2 separate regions of the Pan troglodytes genome follow, and region 2 is linked to region 1. The links are chromatin contacts, called in public capture Hi-C maps. All regions are on one chromosome and are shown on one strand. The core of a region is the stretch at or near the end of the contact, and the rest is flanking DNA. Distances in the headings are between cores, read along the strand shown.

The links. Capture Hi-C pulls out chosen DNA fragments and counts their contacts.
Region 2: a capture Hi-C map of stem cell-derived neural stem cells shows a contact between it and region 1, with 2.8 times the contacts expected there. The contact joins two enhancer-like sites. A contact is called at or near these places in 1 of 7 Hi-C or Micro-C datasets (stem cell-derived neural progenitor cells) and 1 of 1 other capture datasets (stem cell-derived neural stem cells).

The regions. Positions count from the first base shown.
Region 1 is chr13:21,567,580-21,570,867 of NHGRI_mPanTro3-v2.0_pri, forward strand. All of the region lies in intron 2 of GLI2 (GLI family zinc finger 2), which reads left to right. Among named protein-coding and RNA genes, the nearest start is that of GLI2, 150 kb to the left of the region's middle. Within about 2 kb of position 1,597, at least 1 of the 24 cell types and tissues checked has an H3K27ac peak or open chromatin away from gene starts, as enhancers often do. A contact at or near this core is called in stem cell-derived neural stem cells, where this site is marked.
Region 2 is chr13:21,752,731-21,756,340 of NHGRI_mPanTro3-v2.0_pri, forward strand. No RefSeq gene overlaps it. Among named protein-coding and RNA genes, the nearest start is that of TFCP2L1, 210 kb to the right of the region's middle. Within about 2 kb of position 2,076, at least 1 of the 24 cell types and tissues checked has an H3K27ac peak or open chromatin away from gene starts, as enhancers often do. A contact at or near this core is called in stem cell-derived neural stem cells, where this site is marked.

The DNA of each region.
Region 1 (3,288 bases), core at 347-2,846:
AATTGTCTGTGCTTCAGACCCCCCCAGCAGATGAGTGTGTGGAGGCCTGATTTTGGGGAGTGGGGATTTGCACCCTTCCGCAGGCCACCCCTGTGTTCCTGCTCATACTTTTGCATAGCCACCACCTGAAGTTAGGGCAGCCCCAGCCCTGGGGGAGACTTTAGGGGCCAGGGGCAGCTCAGTGCTGGGCTCACAACCACAGAAGACCAGCTTTCCTGGCCTAGGTCACACTTTGCCAGGCCACACCATGAAGGGGAGAGAGCGCCCATCCTTGGGGAGCAGGATCCAGGGTCTGTGAGACCCAGGCGTGGGCTGCAGGGAGAGTGAGGTCGTCAGCACGGATGGCGGAGTGGACAGAGAGACCAGCAGAGGCTGCGCGCCCATGTGCGGGCCAAGGGGAGAGCATAGGTAAAGGACAGTATTGCAGTCTTGGGACCAAGTGCCACTAAACCTTATGGGTAATGGGTTTTTCATCCCCTGGGTAATAGGAGACACCAAAAAATGAGGACATTACTTAGTGAGTCCCTCACCTCCCTGGCCCCATTCAGCAGACTCGGAGGAAGGACATTGCCCAGCATTGAGCCGTGTGTGGATTTAATGGGGTTTCCAGCTAAACCTTCCATCAAATTTACGGCTGTGCCTGTCTCCTGACCTTCCCCCTCACACATTCTTTTCAGAAATGAAGCTGTGTGCAGGCTGTGAGGTGTCACTTCCCCCATGCTGGAGATATACAGCTTGGGCCTGGGTTGAGACAGTGGATTTAATCAGGCTGGGTCCCCGCAGTTCACCCGCCCCTAAGCTGAGTGACATTAGGGCGGCCGTCGGAGTCCAGCTAGAGTGGGCAGCACGGAGCCAGCAAGCGTTTGTCCTGCCAGCCACAGGCTTCTGCTCAGCCTTGCCTCGCCTCCTTGCTGGGAGAGTGGCGCGTGGGGGCCCAACATCTGCTCACCCCCTGGGCCGGAAGGTGGGGTTCTTCCTGTCATCTTCTCCCACAGCCCCCACCTCTCACCATTGCTGCCATGGCGGGAGCATCATCAGCCGGCGTCACTCCTGCTTTCCCCACTATCCTAACAGCTGGGCTGCTCCCGGCTCCCTCTCCATTCATTTCTTGCCTTCCATCTTGGAAGTGTTCAGTGTCTGCTGAATCCTCCCACCCCAACCTCACTGCCCCTCCAGAGCTTATTGCCTTTCAAATCCAGCTCAAATGTCACAACCTCCAGGAGGCTTTCCCCGATCTCATCACCCCCAGGGAAGAGATCTCCCTTCTGCACATCATGCAGACCGGGTCCTAGAGGGTGAACTTTTCTCTGTATGCCTTTCTCTGTTGCTGGGCCTGGCCCGTGGAAGAGACCCAGTAAGTAGACACTGTCATTGTCACAGGGCCATGTTGTCAGATGCCTGCTCCAGAGAGTGAAGCTGCAGCTACATTGCCAAGCTCACTGGGCTTTGTAAATGGCCCCTCAACCTCAAAGGCAGCAGCTGCAGTCTCACAGCTGGCCTCTGGGGAGGCTGCCCTCCAAGGGTGGCTCCCCTGAGCCTGGCCACCCCAGCCTCGGAAATGCTGACAAGGCCTTTCCACCCGTCCCTTCTGGGGCAGCGTGTGTTTTCATGGCCCTTCACTGACTGATCCCATGTTCATCTCACCGACTGCCTCAGAGGCCTCGGGGCCGGGGGCGGGGCAGCCATAGCAACAGGCAGCGTCCAGTGCCCACTCGGGCACACAGGGCCCTTGAGGCAGCTGCTGGCAGCAGGAGGCGTCTAGCAGGTGGGCAGAGGGACTCAGGCTTGAGGGCACGGGGAGGATTAAAAATAAAATCGCCTCTGCTCCCTGGAAGCTGAGGCCTCTGTACTTGGAGTTGGAGGATGGCAGACACAGGAGGAGGGAGAATCTGCTAGCACCAAACTCCCCTCTACCTGGTCATGTGTGGGAGCGGGGCCTCACGTGTGGGACACTATCATTCACATTCAAATGATCATTATTATCACACAGGGCCATGAGCTAAAACCGAACTTCTGTCATTCTTTGGCTCTAAGAAAATGAAAAAGGGAAGTAACTCCATTTACTGAGCACCTGTTATATACCAGATCATTTTACACGCATTAGCGTGCCATCCTCATGCTGGCCTCAGGAGGTGAGAACCCCTATTCTCATTTTTCCAAAGTAAGTGTGTGTGTGTGTGTGTGTGTGTGTGTGTGTGTGTGTGTCTGTGTGTGTTTTGGTTTTGGGGTTTTTTTTGAGACAGGGTCTTGGAACCCCTATTCTCATTTTTCCAAAGTGTGTGTGTGTGTGTGTGTGTGTGTGTGTGTGTGTGTTGGTTTTGGGTTTTTGTTTTGTTTTGTTTTGTTTTGAGTCAGGGTCTTGCTGTTTGCCCAGGCTGGAGTGCAGTGTCATTGATCATGGCTCACTGCAGCCTTGTCCTGCTGGGCTTAAGTGATTCTCCCACCTCAGCCACTGGAGTAGTTGGGACCACAGGCGCGCACCACCACACTTAGCTAAGTTTTTAAATTTTGTGTAGGGAAGAGGTCTCATTATTTTGCCCAGGCTGATCTCGAACTCCTGGACTCAAGTGATACTCCCACCTTGGCCTCCCTAAGTGCTGGGATTACAGGCATGAACCACTGGGCACAGCCCCAAAGTATTTATGAAAGGGAGTGGCAGGGTCAGACCTGCGCTCCAGAGAGCTCATACTAGCCTTCCTGAGGGGCGTGAGTGGGTGAGGCAGAGGTGGAAAGGCCGGGAGCCTGCTTAGTGAGCTGCTGAGACAGACAGGAAATAAAGGGGCCTGGAGTGGGACTGCGGTAGCCTGCATGCTGGCCCCAAGCCGCACCTGGTGGGTGGACCCAGGGCCCCAAGGAACCCTGGACGTTGCTGGCTGGGTGGATGGCGGTGCCCTTGCTGAGGCAGGAGACCCTGCCCAGGAGCAAGCACAAGGTGCTGGGGGAAGATGCCACGGTCTGTCTGTGTCAGGCGAGGCACATCCAAGATGCCTGGGGCTCACGCAAGGGCTGGACGGAGAGATCCAGGGCTCAGAAGAGAGATCCGGGCCCGAGACGCAGATGCAGAAACACATGGTAAAAACACTCATCCAACACACCCACGTTTTTCCTCCGTAGGTGCCAGTGACACTGTGGGAAGATGCCTGGCTTCCCAAGCACACCTCAGACGCTGGCCCCCAATCAATGCCTGTGGTCCTTGAAAGCAGATGGCCAGATGCCCTGCCTGAAAACTCCCACATGGCAAGTGGTAGATGTCACAAGCCACAGAGCACCCCCTGCCCACAAGATCCC
Region 2 (3,610 bases), core at 826-3,325, 190 kb after region 1:
CTCCACCTCTAACTTCTCCCCTGAAAGGAGAATCTGCCAAATCCCCAGGAGTTCAGAGGACAGGCCAAGGAGAGCAGAGGAATTCTACAGACCCAGGTGGGCCCTGGCTCCACCCTTCTGCCAAGCTGTGCCATCCTAGGCGGCTCCCTTAACATCTCTAATCCGCAGGAGCTTCTCTCGGGGTGTGTAAAGCATGAGTGGACAGGAGGGAGGTACTCGATGAATAGTGACAGCCAAAACCCTGATAACAATGGGCGATGTCATTTAACATTCACCGTCATCTCATGGCGCAGTCACTATTATTCCCCCATTTCGCAGATGAGGAAACTGAGCTTCCAACTTGCTCCTGCAGGTCCTGCAGAGTTCAGTGATGAAGTTCAAGCTTCATTCAGTCATTGCGCATCCAGGGCCAAGGTCATTTGCAAAACTCCTTCGCATGACCATACTGTCAGCTGCGAACACAGCCCCATGCCTTGGTGGAGGGGGTGGCGTACGCCCATCCCACGTTGGGAATCAGGAACCCACCCTCAGCTGCCCCTGTCCTTGTGCCCTGTCTGTGGTTCTGTGGTGGAGGATAACTATGTTTTAGTTAGCATGGATCCTGCACATGTGCTGGAATATTCCATCTTCTGCAAGCATTGAAGGGACAGGAAATTGAAGTCTGGGCCCCTCTCACACTGAGGGAAATTCACAGACATTGTGATTAAAAACAGCAGGATGGTAAATATGTGCCCAATTAATGCCTTTACTAAAATAGCAAGTCCCTAAAATATTTCCGAGCAGGAAGTAGAACGAAGAAGGCCCCCTGCCCCCACCTCGCACCCCATTCTGTCCCCCACTCCTGAGAGCAGCCCAATTTGTCCCCAAAACCCAGGAAATCTTTCACGGAAAATACTCTCCAACTCTGGCTCCGCTGGGGTTCGAGGCCAGCCAATGGGGCAGGGTGGAGGACAGATGCCCTGGAATTCCTTTCATGCTTATTAAAACCAACAAATGTCAGGCCGGGCACAGCGGCTCACGCCTATAATCCCAGCACCTTGGGAGGCCAAGGTGGGTGGATCACTTGAGGTCAGGAGTTCGAGAACAGCCTGGCCAACATGGTGAAACTCCGTCTCTACTAAAAACACAAAAATTAGCCGGGCCTGGTGGCGGGCGCCTGTAATCACAGCTACTTAGGAGGCTGAGGCAGGAGAATTGCTTGAACCCAGGAGGCAGAGGTTGCAGTGAGCCGAAATCGCGCCACTGCACTCCAGCCTGGGTGACAGAATAAGACTCCGTCTCAAAAAAAAAAAAAAACCAACAAATGTCAGAAGTCAGTATTGTGGGTCCAGTCCACAGGGATCCCAGAACCGCCCTTGCCCCCACCCCCTGCCAGGATCTGGCTACCGGGTGAGACCCAGGCCTGGCCTTCAGCTGGGTGGCTGGAAGCTTCCTGAGTTAGTTCTGAATCCCAAAGTTAATGGTACATTGGTCACGCCTGTAATTCCAGCACTTTGGGAGACTGAGGTGGCGGGATCACTTGAACCCAGGAGTTTGAGACCAGCCTGGGCAACAAAGCAAGACCCTGTCTCTACAAAAAAAAAACAAAAAATCAGTCGGGTACAGTGGTGTGCAAGCTACTTGGGAGGCTGAGGTGGGAAGATTGAGCCCAGAGGTTGAGGGTGCAGTAAGCAAACGTCACACACTCCAGCGTGGGTGACAGAGAAAGACCCTGTCTCAAGAAAAAGTGCATTGGATTTCTCAAAGAGACTGTTCCAAAATCTGTTCGAAAATGGACCCTACAAGGATGATTTTTAATTGGAAAAGAAAAGAAAAAAAAGGACGAGGAGAGGTAGGAAAACAGAGTGCAAAAGCCCGCCAGCGCCTCCTGGTGAAAGAAGGGCAGTGGTGCCCAGCACCAACTGCCAGCCTAGGGCAGACGGGAGGAGGGGTCCCAGTCCCAGCACCACCTCCGCTCCCCCCAGGGCTTCCCCAAGACAGCCCAGGGGTTCCAGCCCAGAGGCGTCAAAGCCCTTGCCCGCCCGTTTCCTGCCGATCATCCAGCCTCAGCACTCCACATAGCGGGGAAAGCAGCTTGTCCCTGGCCACAGAGGCCTTTTCCGGAGGGAGCAGGCTGTTACTGTGACTGTGTGGCTGGATCACCCACCCTCCAGCCTGACAGAGACTGGGCTCTGGGAAGGGCCTTGCCCAGGCCACACTGCTAGACAGGCTGAAGGCACAGGCGCCCCAGGTTGTAACACCTCAGAAGTTCTGGGTTTCCAACTGAGTACCCAAACATAGAAAGAGCCGTGGTGCCCATCAGCACCAGGTGGGTGCACAGCCCATTGTCCTACAGAGGCCAGAGGAGCTCCCTGGAATGTACATCAGGCACGTCCCCATGGCCACGGGGCTCTGCAGTCCAACCCACCTATGTCCCCAGGTCACCTTTTAGGGCCTCCTCTGCTCCTTCCGCTTTAGCCGACTGGGCCTTCTTTCCAAAACATTGAGCTCACCTCCACCCCAGGGCCTTTGCATTCACTGTTTTCTTTCCCTAAAAACATCTGCTTCCAAATGTCCACATGCCTCCTCCTTCTCAGAGTTTAGGTCTCGACTCAAATGGCAACTGCTTTAAGAGGCTGTCCTTGTCTTCCTGGGCCAAGGGTCCCTGGTCCCCATCACTCCGCCCTCTCAGACTGCTGTGAGGGATCTTTATGGAAGTTATTACCAGCATTACATTACACAGTGTACGAATACTATATATTAATATGTGCTAGGATGCCAAGCTCCAAGACGGGGGCAGGGGGGCTGTCTTGTTCAGCTCTGTGTCCCCAGCCCCATCCAGCCCTGCACATCCTAGGTGCTCAGTAGCTAGTTACTGCATGAAGGAATGAGTGGAATTTGAATACTTATAAGGGAGGATTGGTGGCTGCTTCCCCTGTTCTCCCCCAGTGCCTGCGTTGTGGCATTTATGGTGTCATCTTGTCATTTACCTCTGGGTCCATCTCTTTCAAGGTGGTGAGTCCCCACGAGAGGGAGAGAGGCTCAGGGCCCGTGGCTCCTTGGAGTTCAGAGAAGGTGCTCCCCTGTGGGTAGTCTCGCCCCGGCACCACTTGTTCCTGATCTCTGCACAACGGGTGGCCTTGGCCCCACGTCTCCTTCCCCTGGCACTGCTGCTGGGCAGGCATCTGGAGACCTGGGCTCTTACCAGCTCTTGCAACTCACTGGGTGACCTTAGGCAGGGCCCATCCTCTCCCTGGGCTCCCATTTCCCTGAATGCACAATGGGGGTCTTCTGAGACTCCTGAAGGGTCGCTAGTTCAACCCCTTGGAGTTGGGGGAAGCCCAGCTACCCTTCTCTGGCTTTTTTTGCGGGAGCGGTCTCAGCACCAATGCTTGGAGTTTGGGAAAATACACAGCTCTCCAGAGTGATGGGGAGCAGGGCTTCCCCGACTTGGTGGGGGCCAGTGATACCAGCAGCCACTTTTTAACTTGATCAAGAGCACGACTGCTATAGCCCAGTCATTGTATCCTAAGGGACAGGCCGCTCCCGCCTGATTGTATCCCCAACAAGGAACTAGGCCAACGCCGTACAGCCCACGTCAATTCCGTCCCTAACCCCTGCCAGCCTGGAG